Linked DNA regions of Capra hircus: region 2 is linked to region 1. A link is a contact called in public Hi-C data. All regions are on one chromosome and are shown on one strand. The core of a region is the stretch at or near the end of the contact, and the rest is flanking DNA. Distances in the headings are between cores, read along the strand shown.

Region 1 (6,757 bases), core at 2,895-5,394:
TGGCCCCAGCCGACTTGAGAGTCCGAGAGGGCGGGGCCGGGGCGGCAGCGAGCGCGCCGGGGGCGGGCTTCTCGGGGCGGGCTCCGCCCCCAGCGGCGCGGGTTTAAAAGGAGGGAAGGCACGCGCCGGGGACTGGAGCCAGCTCCAAGTGCACCTGAACCAACCATGACCCTGCGGGCGGGGGGTGCTCGGCTGCTCGGCGGCCTCCTGCTCTTTGCTCTGCTCGCGGCCGGCGCCGCCCCGCTCGGCTGGGATCTCCCGGAGCCCCGCAGCCGGGCCAGCAAGATCCGAGTGCACCCGCGGGGCAACCTCTGGGCCACCGGTGAGTCTTCGGGGTTCCGGCGAGCGCTCCCCGCCCCTCCCACCTTCCTTCTCTGGCCTCTCCTAAACAGGGACACTAGTGTCCAGGCTAGTGGGGACCCTGGAACTCATCTAGTAAGATGGGGGAACTTGAGACCCAGACCCAGTGACTTGGTTTAAATCTTTCACTCAGCCGGTTTAAAGCAGAGCTGAGGCTGGACCCTAGAGCTACCTGCCAGCCTGTTTCTCTTCCCTTAGACAAGACTGCACTGAATCTTCCGACCTCTAGTGTGTCTTCTCTCTGCACCTCCACCTTACAGACACCTCCTGTCCTCACTTCTTTCTCTGCTGTTTCCCGTCTCTCTCCTAAGCAGACAGCACAACTGGCAGAGTTTCTTCCTGGCCCTTGGGGCCTCCCACCGCCCCTTCCAGCTGTGCCATCCCCGCCACCCACCTCTACCTGCTCCGGAAAAGCTGAGGTGCAGGTTTTGCCACCACTGGGGGTTCTTTGTGGTTTCTGGTGACCAGGAGGAGAAAGACTGTGTGTATATCTTCCTGCAAGGAGAACTGAGAAGCGGGAGAGATGGGGACTTGCCCACTGGGATAGCATCCTTGCTCCCTGACTTCCCTGTGCCTTGGCACTTCCTTTCTAGGTCACTTCATGGGCAAGAAGAGCCTGGAGCCCCCCAGCCCATCCCTACTGGGGACAGCTCCCCACACCTCCCTGAGGGACCAGACACGACAGCTGAGTCATCATCTGCTCAGGGTCCTCCTGCAAAAGCAAGCTCTGGGCATGAGCCTCAGTGTCCCAGCACCTCACACCCAGGTGAGCCAGGAGAACTCAGCCAGGGCTCCCCCTGGATTCCGCATTGGGCGTAGGGTGTGAGTGCCCAGCCAGGGCAGGAGAGGCCCAGGAAAGCCAGGGATTCTAGGCTCTCCCTGTGATCCAGAGCTCAAAGTGGGAGGATTCCAAAAAAAAGGGAGCTGACCTTCTCAGCAAACCCGAAGGGACAAAAAAAGTAGAGGAAGACGTTCCTCCTTACCCACTGCCCAGTCTAAAGGTGCAGCCTGGACTTATCCAGCTTCTTCCAGCAGGACCTTCCCACCCCACCCTCACCCTCTGGTCTATGCAGACTTGCCCCTCCCCTGCTGTCCACCTTTGCTGTGCCCTGTATGTGCTTATTGGGACCCTGGTGCCCACAGAAAGGATGAAGAGAGTGAGTCAGCAGCCAGGGCCAAGTCTGGACCTCGTTCACTTTGATCAGTGCTCTTCCCAGTTTCTCATCTGCCTCAGTGACCACTGGCAGGGTTTCTCAGCCCCAGCCCTCCTGCTCTTCTGGGCGGGACAGTCCTACATTCTGGGGGCTGTTCTGTGCATTGTAGGAAGCTTAGCAGCCTCCCTCTCTGCCCACAGTTATGACAACCAACAATGCTCCCAGACACTGCCCAAGGTCCCCTGCTGAGGGGTCATGGGAGGGAGCCAAAATTACTCTTGGTTGTAAACCACTGACCTATGGGGCTTGGGCTAGGGGGGCTTCCAGGTGGTGCTGGTGGTAAAGAACCTGCCTGCCAGTGCTAGAGATGGAAGAGATGTAGGTTCGAAGGTCCCGGAGGAGGGCATGGCAACCCACTCCAGTGTTCTTGCCTGGAGAATCCCATGGACAGAGGAGCCTGGCGGGGTCCATGGGGTCCCAGAGAGTCAGATACAACCGACGTGATTGAGCACACACAGAGGGTTCAAGGCCCCAGAGCTGGAGCCAAGCCAGCCTTTGTCTCCAGCCTGGCGGAGGGGCAGCTCATCCATTCTCTGCTCCTGGCACCTCCCTATCCCACAGACCTTCCTTGGTACTTTGTTGCTCTGTGAAGAAGGTATAATAAGGTATAGTAGAATGTGGACTCTGGTGACAGCATGCTGGGCTCATAATCCAGCTACTTGGTAGCTGTGGGACCTTAGAAATGTCATGTAGCCTCTCTAAGCCTCATCTTCCTCAACCCTAAAATGGGAATAATAGTGTCCCACTTCCCTTAAATGAGACCATTTATGTCACATGCTGAGCGTGACGCCTAATGCATAGAAAACATTTAGTAAACAGAAGCTGTTACCAGTCTGTGAGCTCCCTGGCTGTGCCGGTGGCTGACTTAACTGTGTGTCTCCCACTGTGCCTAGCATATACTGTGTACATTTTGAAAGAAGGGAGGGACATTCCCTAAAGAAAGTTCATCCCCAGTCCCAGTCAACCTTGGCCCTCCTGATGCACAGAACCACCAGCCTGGTACTCCACTGGCAGCCCAGTGGTTGAGACTCTTTGCTCCCCCTGCATGGGACACGAGTTTGATCCCCGGCTGGGAAGCTAAGACCTCACGTGCTGCACAGCCCCTAAAGACCTCAGGTGCAAGGGCTACGAACTCAGGCTGGCTGGGTCTGAAGGAAGATGATGGCCCCTCTGGGTCCACTGATCTTGAAGGCCTGAAACATGAAGACCAACTCGAGAATCTCAGAGGCAGCAGTACCTAGCCCTGGGGGGTGGGACTTCAGAAGTGAGGTCTAGGGCGGAGCTGGAGGTTGGGGAGTCAGAACAGTGTCTGGCCCAGGGTCAGGCCTGGTGCTTCGACTTGATTTCTAGGATCTCCATTGACTGTCATGACCACTCTGTGAGGTTGAGGAAACCACTGCCCTGACCCCTCCCAGGCCCTACAGGGAGAAAGGTACTGGGTGGGGTGGGGAGGCTGCCCCTGCTGACCTCTGTGGGTGCCCTCCACTTAGGAATGGCAGGATGCCCCTATCATTTGTCCCACCCCCGCCCGGGGCCAATTCCTCTGTGTGTTCCCCTTCAGCACAGGAGGCTGCTGGTGCAAACGCTGCAGAAGTGACGCTATTAATCAGGAAGACACGACGACATGGCTGAGATTGTGCCTCCCCAGGGAAGGTGCTGTATGGGACCCATCTGGATGTAAACCATGGGCTCACATCTCTGTCACTCCATTACCGTGATTTCCGGTTGGGCTGTCAGGAATATCGCCGGTGCAGATGCAAATGCTGTCCCTGCCGTATTTCTTGCTTCCCTGTTGAAGTTGTGAATAAAACCCTGCTCTTTACGTAGACTGTCTGGTCCTCTCCTTCTACCTGTGCTGGAGGGGATGGGAGGGAAAGGAGGCTGGAAGACCCAGTGTTCACTGAGATGGGGCTGGCCCCAAAGAGCCCAGAACACCAGCCTGGGATTGATTCTGGGCTTCTGCTCATCCACTCATTCGCAAGCAGGTACTCACTCAGTGCCTGCTGGGATGCCAGGTCCTCTGCCAGCCGCTTTTCTACTCTCGCCGCTGCCACCTACTGGCAGAGGCAAGTCTCTCCTGTTTCCCACCTGTAAAAGGGAACTGCGTACACTACACGGGAGGGCTTTGCTTACCTGATTTTATCTACTCGCCATGGTTTGAGGGGAGTGCCCAGTGTTAACAAAGGAGAGAGCTGAGCTGGGATCCAGACCCCAGTGTCCCCTTACTCTCTTCTCTGGCCTTGTGGGACTGACTGTTAGCAAATAAACCTACAGGACACTGTTATAGTCGAATTTCAGATAAACAATGAATAATATTTTCGTATTAAAAAGATATCCTAAATATTGCGTGGACATAACTTTTTTTTTTTTTTTTGGCTGCGCTATGGCACGCGGGATCTTAGATCCCAGACCAGGGATCAAACCCTTGCCCCTGCATTGGAAGCACGAAGTCAACCACTGCACTGCCAAGAAGTCCTTGCATGGACATACTTAAGTAAAAAAACTACTCGCTGTTTTACATACTATTCGAATTTAACAGGGAGGATTTTATCTGGCCTTTTCCTCTGATCTGCAAATACACGTTCATAAAACCAGCGTGTATTTGATCCCTCAGGCCCCGTCTGGAATTGACATCCTGGGAATCCCTGACTTGACGTCATTTTTCCAGGAGAGTTTATCCGGAGAACCTCAGACCGAGCCTGGCAAAGGAACAGCAGGTCTGCGCCTGCGCTAGGGCATCTCTGGGCCCCGCCCCCATGTCAAAGCAGGCCGCGCCCACTCCTCGCGAGAAGGCCGTTCGTGCCCAGGAAGAGTCAGAGGCGGAAATAGAATACCGGAAGCGACTGTTGCCATGGAGCCCGCGGAAGACTGGCTGGTGGAGTCCTTGCGCTTGTAAATCGTGTGGGCTTGGGACGTGGAATCTGGGCCAGGGAACTGGCCTGGGGGCCGACGGGCGCGGGGTGGAGCATGTGGGGAATCCTGGTGTGGGGCGGGACCTATACGGAGGACTCCGTCTGGGCCTCGGCTCCCGCTTCTGGGAAATGGCACCTTTCTGTGTGTGCAAGTTGTGTGAAGTACTGGTAGGAGCCGTGCTTGTGGGGGATAATAATAGCGTAGTTTTTGTTTTATAGTGTTAGTTGCTCAGTTGTGTCCAACTCTGTACGACCCCATGGACTGTAGCCGGCCAGCCTCCTCTGTCCATGGGCTTAGCCAGGCAAGAATACTGGAGTGGGTTGCCATTTCCTTCTCCAGGGCATCTTCCCAACCCAGGGATCCAACCCAGGTCTCCTGCATTGTAGTCAGATTCTTTACCACCTGAGCCACCCGGGGAGCAAGTGACCATTTATTTTGCACCAGCCTCTGAGTTAAACCTTAAACAAAGATTGTCTCCATTCCGCACACCAACCTTGTGAAGTCAGGGTACTCTGGGAGTTCCATTTTACACATGAGAACGAGGCTCAGGGAAATTGTGGCTGGCCTGGTTCCAGTCACACAGAGGGTAAAATATGTAACAAGATTTGATCCCAGTTCTGCTTGATTCCAAAACTTGGGCCCCCAACCACCGAACCATGCTGACATCTCATCTTGAGCAGTCGTAAAAGGGCCATGCATCAGTGTGTGACATCATGTCTCTGTCATCCAGGTACCAAGATTTCCATGCATTCGACCTCTCGGGAGCCACTCGAGTGCTTGAATGGATTGGTGACAAAGGTGAGATGCCCTTCATGACCCTGAAGGAGATGGAATCCCACTCCTGAAGCTGGGACTCAAGGAGCTCAGCCTAGAGGGACCCAACCATTTCTGAGAGCTTGAGGACCTCTTGGTCACTTACAGCAATTTCTTGTTCTGTCAGCATTATATTTCTGTCTAGCTCTCTTCCAATCCCCCAGTGGCATACCAGTGGCAAAGGGGTTTATTTTTGCTTTGGGAGATATGGCAGAGTGTCTAGACCCAGCCATGGTTCACAATCTTTCTCGCAGTTTGTCCCAGCATATTCTGCTTCTTTTTCCAGGAATCTTGGTTGCTGGCTATGAAAGCCTGAAAAAAAATGAGATTCTTCATCTCATACTGCCTCTCAGACTTTCTGTGAAAGAAAACCAGGTAACTTGAAATATATGTGCTGAATGTATGTGTCTGCTTCTACTCATTTATTAAACCTTTATGGAGCTCCCCTTGTCTACTGAATATTTTCCCGGGTACTAGAGAGAGAGAAACTGTAAGCACTGGGCCTGCCCTATAGTCTAATAAAGACAGACAGATATGCAGAGAGGTAAGTGCTACAGAAAGTCCTGTGATTTACAGAGGGCTCCTAGAGCAAGAAGTCAATTATACTTTATCAAAAATAGATTTAGGGGGAATTCCCTGGTGGTCCAGTTACAACTCTGTGCTTCCACTGCAGGGGGCCTGGGTTCAAACCCTTGTAGGGGTAACGAAGATCCTGTAGGTGTGAAAAAAAAGAAACAGATTTAGGGAGGTATTAGAGTATGGAGGGTGGTTAAAACCTTAGAATGATTAAGATCAGCTCAGATGAATGTGTAGTGTGTAAAGAGTAAGAAGAGATGATGGCTAAAGACAGAACCTCAGGGAGCACATTTGAAGAATGGGAATAGGAAGCTGAACCCACAAGGAATACTGAGAATGAATAGTGTTCAGAGTAGAAGGCATCTCAGAAACGGCCAGCAATCCAGAAGCCAGGAGAAAAGAATGCGTGATGAAAAAAGCTGATGGTTGCCTAATGTCACTATGAAATCATTCAGACTCATCGGCCAGATCAGTTCAGCCTTTGCTGCCCTCGAGTAGATTTCTTCCTGGTGCTCTTGTTCTCCCTCGTCTCCACCCCTCAGGAGCCAGGACCACACCAAAATCAAGCCTTGATAAGAGACCTGATTTACGTCTCACCTCACCCCTGGCTTTTCCTCTTTTCTCTCTCTTTTTTAAAAAAATATTTGTTTATTTGGCCACGTTGGGTCTTAGTTGTGGCACTTGGGATCTTTGTTGCGTTATGTGGAAATCGTGTGGCATGTGGGGTCTTAGTTCCCCGACCAGGGATCAAACTCACATCCCCTGCATTTCAAGTCAGATTCTTAACCACTGGACCACCAGGCAAGTCCCTCCTCTTTTCTCTTGTGGCCGCCTCCTTTTCCCCTCCTCTGGTTCCTCACATGGAGATAGTAGTCCAGCAG
Region 2 (6,757 bases), core at 2,827-5,326, 260 kb before region 1:
TCATAATACAGGAAGAGAAGGAATTAGACCTATTGTGTCTTTTGGCTCCAAGTTCAAGGTTCTTCCTTCTCTTCTAGGCTGTCTCTCTTTGACCACTGATCTGAGGGCAGCTTCATCACTGGCTGAGGGGCTTGTGATGATTTCAGACAAAGCTCACAGAGCCCAAGAGTTGGAATTTACCCAAGATGTGACCCAATGTGACCTCAGAGTAAAGGGACGTCTTCCCTCTATAGGACCCCTTCTGTCACTTACTGTGACGGGTAACTCACCACTTCAAAACAACTCATTATCTCCACTCCTGTGGTCAGAGAACTGTTTCTAAGGAAATCTCCTAAAATAGCCTCCCTTTGGGCCCCAGTTCTTGTCAGGCTATAGAAGCACTCTGCAGCAAGATGATGGAGCAACCAGAGCCCCTGAGAGTCTTCCTTCCTGAAGTGTATCCTTACTGTGGTCTCAAACCCTTTGCTTCCTTCTCTTCACAGAGATGGGACACTTTTTCACCACTGTGTTATTTACCAAGTGGGAAAGTTAGAACCAACCCAAACACATAATAAGGGATTCCCAGGTGGCTCGGTGGTAAATAATTCACCTGCCAGTGAAAGAGACACAGGAGGCTCAATCCCTGAATTGGGAAGATCCCCTGGATCTTCAACCCAGGAAATGACAACCCACTCCAGTATTCTTGCCTGAGAAATCTCATGGACAAAGGACCCTGGAGGGCTACAGTCCGCGGGGTCATGAAAAGTAGGACAGGACTGAACACTGAGCACGCAAACATGTAACAATGGGGGAATAGCTAAGCATTGTCAAGCTGCCATCAAAAACAATGGTTACCAAGGCTTCACAATAACATGGAGAAACGCCCACTAACTTGCATATAGAGCGTAACCACAATGATGGGGGCAAAAACAAACTCCACAACTCTGCATAAAAAGAAGATCGGAAAGAAATACACCAAAATGCCAACCAATTATCTGTCCCTGGCTAGTAGGGCCAGAACAATTTTCTTATTTTTCAGCTTTTTTGCATATTTCCTAAATGTCCACAATGATATATCTTGCTTTTATAGACAGAAAAATAAAAGACTTCTCCTTAAAGTTGATAGTAAATCAACTGCAGTTCTTAAATTTTAAATAAAGAAGAAGAAAAAGACAGGAGGTAAGTTTAAGCTACATGCTTAGGTTAACAAAAGCAGAAGGCCAAAGAGGCCCATGGGGGCCTGGTGGTCCAGTGGCTAAGGTCCAGTGGCTTCCCAATGCAGGGGGCTCAGGTTTGATCCCTGGTCAGGGAACTGGACCCCACATGCTGCACCTAAGAGCTCAAATGTCACAACTATAGGACTGAAGACCCTACGAACCACAGTGAAGACTCAGGAGCGCGTGTGCCGCAGCTAAGAGCCGGCTCAGCTGAATAAGTGAGTTAAATAAATGAATAGTTCTTAAAGAGAAGCAGCCCAGGGAAGTACCAGCATCTGCTGACAGGGAACTAGCCCTGGGAGACCTGCTGAGGCTCTGAAACCCCTGTAATATCCTTCTTCTGCTTCTAAAGCCCCTGGATTCCTCTCAGTGGTAAGGGAGTGTACTGGCTCCAGCACCCACCCCCCAAACACCCATCAGGGGCACTGGATGTGCCAGCCGTGCTGATCCTGTGGGAATAGCCAGCCTCAGGCAGGCGTCCTCTCTGGACTTTATAGGCTGACCTTTGGGTCTTGGCTGGCGTCCTTCTCCTGGGCTGCCCAGCTCTAGCGGGCACAATGCCACCACAGGAATCTTGGGATTTTACCTCCAGCCGCCAGGACCCTCCCCTTTCCTCCAGCTTGGAGGTTGCCTCTGGTTTGCCAGTTCGAGCCTCAGCAGGGAGCACACCCTGCAGGTGTCACACTCCTGGGTGCTGCCCTGAGTGGGTCAGTTGTGGCCACTGCCTCAAATGCCGTAGGCCGTCATTTCCTGCTCATCTTGGAAAGGGCTGAGTCCTGCACCAGCAGGGCTCTCTGGGGCACTGGGCCAGCCCACACACTCCTTCCTGCCAGCTACTCCTCGGGGTCATGACATACCCCTGCCCTGCTTCCAGACCCTGGCTCAGGAATGCCTTCTGCCCCAGCATCCTGCAGCCCACTCCTGTCCAAGGCCCACCCTTTTCTACCCAAAGCTCTCCTATGTGAAGAGGGAGAGAGGGTAGGAACCCTCCATCTGAACTTTCAAAAAGATCTTTACTGAGAAAGGAAGTAAATCCAGACACTACAGAGCATAAGGGCTTCCCCTGGGGCTCAGCAGTAGAGAATCCGTCTGCAATGCGGGAGGTGGAGCAAGAGACGCAGGTTCAATCCCTGGGTCGGGAAGATCCCCTGGAGGGGCATGGCAATCCATTCGAGTATTCTTGCCAGGAAAATCTCATGGATAGAGGAACCTGGCAGGCTACAGTCCATGGGATCATAAAGAGTCGGACACAACTGATCGACAAGCATGCCCAGAGCATAAAAGAGACCAGTTTTGGAAGGACTGACTTCTGACCGTAGCATGTCAGAGAAAGGACAATCACTTCCTCAACACTGTGCAGGTGTTTTCTGGCTATTATTGCATTTAATTCTTAGACTGCCATGAGGTAGGCAGGAATTCTGCCCATTTTACACATGGGGAGACTCAGGATGTGGCTGACTCTTGCTCGGCCCTGTTCAGAAGCCCCAGACTCCGTCCCAGGAGCTCTCACTCTTGTACAATTGATCGAGGAACATCAGTGGCCACCCCTCAACCCATGACGTGTTCACAGCCTGAGGTACACATCTGGATCTCCTCTCACAGTGGTCCCCAGCCAGAGGAGTAGGTAAGGAGACCAGTTTCTGGGGCTAGAGAGAGAGCTCGCAGCTGCTTTAGAGTTTTTTGGGCAAACACGCTAAAAAGGGACATGTGTGTAGAGGTCACAATGAAAGGATTCATTGAGGTCCCTTGGGACTTCAGACCAAGTCTAGACCAGTGTCATTTGATAGAAATATAATGGAAAGCACACCTGTGAATTAAGTTTTCTAGCAAGTGGTCTAGTGGTTAAGAATCCACCTGTCAATGCCAGAGTTCAATCCCCAGTCGTGGAAGATCCCACATAATTCAGGGCAACTAAGCCAGAGCACCACAGCTACTGAGCCTGTGCTCTAGAGTCCATGATCTGAAACCAGAGAAGCCCCCACACTGCAACAGAGAGGAGCCCCTGCTCACCACAACTAGAGAAAGCCCTTGCTCAGCAACAAAGATCCAGCAGAGTCAAAAACAAATACATAAAAATAAATCTTTCTTTAAAGGTAAAAAGAAATAGATGAAATTAATTTTGATGATGTATTTAATTTAACCCAATATATCTGACATATCATTTACCCATGTAGTCAATGTAAAACTTACCAATGAAGTAAAAAAAAAAAAGTATAAAAACAAAAAATGAAAAAAAAATTTATCAATGAAGTAAAGTGGAGTATTAATCCTTCAGTTGTGTCCAACTCTTTGCGACCACATGGACTATAGCCCACCAGGCTCCTCTGTCCATGGGATTCTCCAGGCAAGAATACTGGAGTGGGCTGCCATTCCCTTCTCCAGGGGATCTTCCCAACCCAGGAATCAAACCCAGGTCTCCTGCATTGCAGGCAGATTCTTTACCTTCTGAGCCACTAAGGAAGCCCTAGAACTTATCAATAAAACATATTAATTGATTTTTTCACACCAAGTCTCACAGACCTCATTTCAGACCAGCCACAGTTCAAGGTTCAACAGTAGTTAGTGGCAACTGACTCTGTCTGACAGTGCAGGTCTAGAAATATCAGCTTTTAGCAATAGGAAGGTGCAGGAAGAGGGAGCCCAGAAGTTGAGCATCAAAGAGAAAGGAAGAGAGAGAGGTGAGATCTCTCTGGAATTCAGGGGCTAAGGGCAGAGCCGAAGACTCCATTAGGAACTGCCTGGAGGAGAGAGTAATAGGAGAGAGAGGAGAGGGTGGGATGGCAGGGCTGTGAGAGGAAGCGACTCCCGCCCCCTCCCTGGTTGCTGCAGTGGCAGCCAAGAGCCAGGTGGGGGCAGAAGAGATTTTCTCTGCGGCCAGACTGGAGGCAGATCCAGAGGTCTGAGGGGAGGAGGAAGGGGATGTGGCCTTTCAGCAGGCCAGCTAGGGTGCTAGTCTGGGGCTTCCAGACCAGAGGCTGTGGATAGAGACCCGCAGCCATGTGCCTGATCTGGGCGGCCTCTGCACCTTCTGTGGAGCTAAAGGGGAGTGCGACCTCGGGCCTCTTCATTAGGGAGGCCTGCCTGCCTGGGGCTAGGCCTGGGCTCTGGCTCAAGCAAGGGAAAGAAAAGAGGCTGAGTTGTAAGACGATTGTGGGAAAGGGATTAAGAGTTTTTCCAGTACTTAAGTCTTAAGTAATAGCAGCAACGCTCATGCTCGTGTGGTAGAAAGAACACCATTCTTTCAACTGCCTGTGGGACCCAGGACAAAGTTAAGACATTTAAAGGCTCTAAGTTTCGAACTGCCCTGGGGGTTCAGTGGTTTAGAGTCTGCCTACCAATGCAGGGGACACCAGTTTGATTCCTGGCTCAGGAAAATTCCACATGCCATGCGGCAACTGAGCCCATGTACCACAACTACTGAAGCCCATGCACCTTAGATCCCGTGCTCCACAGCAAGAGAAGCCACTGCAATGAGAAGCCCCCACATCGAAATGAAGAGGACCCCCGCCCCCCACTAGCCACAACTAGAGAAAGCCAGTGTCCAGCAACAAAGACCCTGCACAGCCAAATATAAATTAGTTTTTAAAAAATTAGAAAGTCTTTAAGTCCTGAAGACAATAGGGTAGCCCCTCCCTCAACAGCCACCATGAAGAGTTTTGGGACGAAAGTCTTTAGTTTTCATTTCTGAAATATCAAATTCCTTCCAAAATCAATTGATGGTGAGTTTCAGGGGAGGAGCAGGCATGCACCAGCTCTGATGGGCCTTTCCTAGGCCCAGGTGAGACAAGCTGTAAACCAGATGCTAACATTCTACATGGAACTTGCCAGGAGAAGACAAAGCCCCAGAGTGCAAGGGGCCTTCTTGAAAATCACGTGGCAGCAGCCATCCTGCCCAGACAGCTCTGTGAGTATGTGGAGCTGAGCCTCCCAGTGTGGCCTAGGTGTTCTGAGGGAAGGGAGCACCGAGGAGCGGGTTTCCCCATCCCCAAGGACACAGGAGAGAAAGACAAGTGGAGTCTGGGACCAGAGAAGGGGACAGTTCAGGTCGTTCTGTCACCCCTGGCCCACTCAGGCACACCATCAGGAGAGCCTGGGTGCTGGGAAAGGTAAGCTGCTGCTGTTGTTGTTCAGACACTCAGTCGTGTCCTACTCTTTGCGACCCCATGAACTGCAGCACACCAGGCTTCCCTGTCCTTCACTATCTCCCAGAGTTTGTTCAAACTCATGTCCATCGAGTCGCTGATGCCATCCAAACATCTCATCCTCTGTCGTCCCCTTCTTCTGGCTTCAGTCTTTCCCAGCATCAGAGTCTTTTCAAATGAGTCAGCTCTTCGCATCCGGTGGCCAAAGTATTGGAGTTTCAGCTTCAACATCAGTCCTACCAATGAACACCCAGGACTGATCTCCTTTAGGATGCACTGGTTGGATCTTCTTGCAGTCCAAGGGACTCTCAAGAGTCTTCTCCAACATGGTTGACAATATAAAATATACAGCCTCCTTTCCTGATTTTGAACCTGTCCCCTTTCCATGTCCAGTTCTAACTGTTACTTCTTGCCCAACCCAAGGCAGACTGCTCTTCTCCATATCAGCAACATGGAGGCTCAACCTCACCCTAGGGACTGAGCAACAGTGCACTGCATGGATGAACTTACCCAGCTCATCCCCATACTGTAACACATTGATGGTTTTTGCTATTACAAATGATGCTGGGATTTCACACCTTTTGACCACTTGTGAAAATATTTCTGTATCATAATATTGCTAACTGGATCAACAGGAAGGAGTATTTTTAAATTGACAGATAAGGGTTCTCCAAAAAGGTTAGAGCAAATTACACTCCCATCCCATCACTTCATGGGAAATAGATGGGAAAACAGTGGCAACAGTGGCTGACTTTATTTTTGGGGGCTCCAAAATCACTGCTGATGGTGATTGCAGCTATGAAATTAAAAGACGCTTACTCCAAAAGTTATGACCAACCTAAACAGCATATTGAAAAGCAGAGACATTACTTTGCCAACAAAGGTCCGTCTAGTCAAGGCTATGGTTTTTCCAGTGGTCATGTATGGATGTGAGAGTTGGACTGTGAAGAAAGCTGAGTGCGGAAGAACTGATCCTTTTGAACTGTGGTGTTGGCGAAGATTCTTGAGAGTCCCTTGGACTGCAAGGAGATCCAACCAGTCCATTCTAAAGGAGATCAGTCCTGGGTGTTCTTTGGAAGGAATGATGCTGAAGCTGAAATTCCAGTACTTTGGCCACCTCATGTGAAGAGTTGACTCATTGGAAAAGCCTCTGATGCTGGGAGGGATTGGGGGCAGGAGGAGAAGGGGATGACAGAGGATGAGATGGCTGGATGGCATCACTGACGCGGAGGTGAGTTTGAGTGAACTCCAGGAGTTGGTGATGGACAGGGAAGCCTGGGGTGCTGTGATTCATGGGGTTGCAAAGAGTCGGATAAGACTGAGCTACTGAACTGAACGAGTATATGGGCTTCCCTCGGGAAGAGGTTCTAGAAGCCTCCTTGCTCAGTCCCCCGCCTCCCGCCGCCCCCCCCCCCCCCG

The links. A called contact is a pair of places that touch in the nucleus more often than the background predicts.
Region 2: a contact with region 1 is called in a Hi-C map of blood, with 5 times the contacts expected there. The contact joins the enhancer-like site here to the promoter of WDR73 in region 1. A contact is called at or near these places in 3 of 5 Hi-C or Micro-C datasets (blood and liver).

What each region holds. Positions count from the first base shown.
Region 1 is chr21:21,597,905-21,604,661 of ARS1.2, reverse strand. It overlaps WDR73 (WD repeat-containing protein 73), which reads left to right and starts at 4,144. Exons shown (of 8, transcript XM_013972954.2): 1 at 4,144-4,466; 2 at 5,218-5,285; 3 at 5,587-5,675. The coding sequence starts at 4,426. NMB (neuromedin-B) reads left to right here and starts at 113. Exons shown (of 3, transcript XM_013972955.2): 1 at 113-322; 2 at 954-1,126; 3 at 3,141-3,402. The coding sequence starts at 166. The coding sequence ends at 3,206.
Region 2 is chr21:21,855,685-21,862,441 of ARS1.2, reverse strand. All of the region lies in intron 11 of SLC28A1 (sodium/nucleoside cotransporter 1), which reads right to left. Among named protein-coding and RNA genes, the nearest start is that of SLC28A1, 48 kb to the right of the region's middle. Within about 2 kb of position 4,076, at least 3 of the 5 cell types and tissues checked have an H3K27ac peak or open chromatin away from gene starts, as enhancers often do.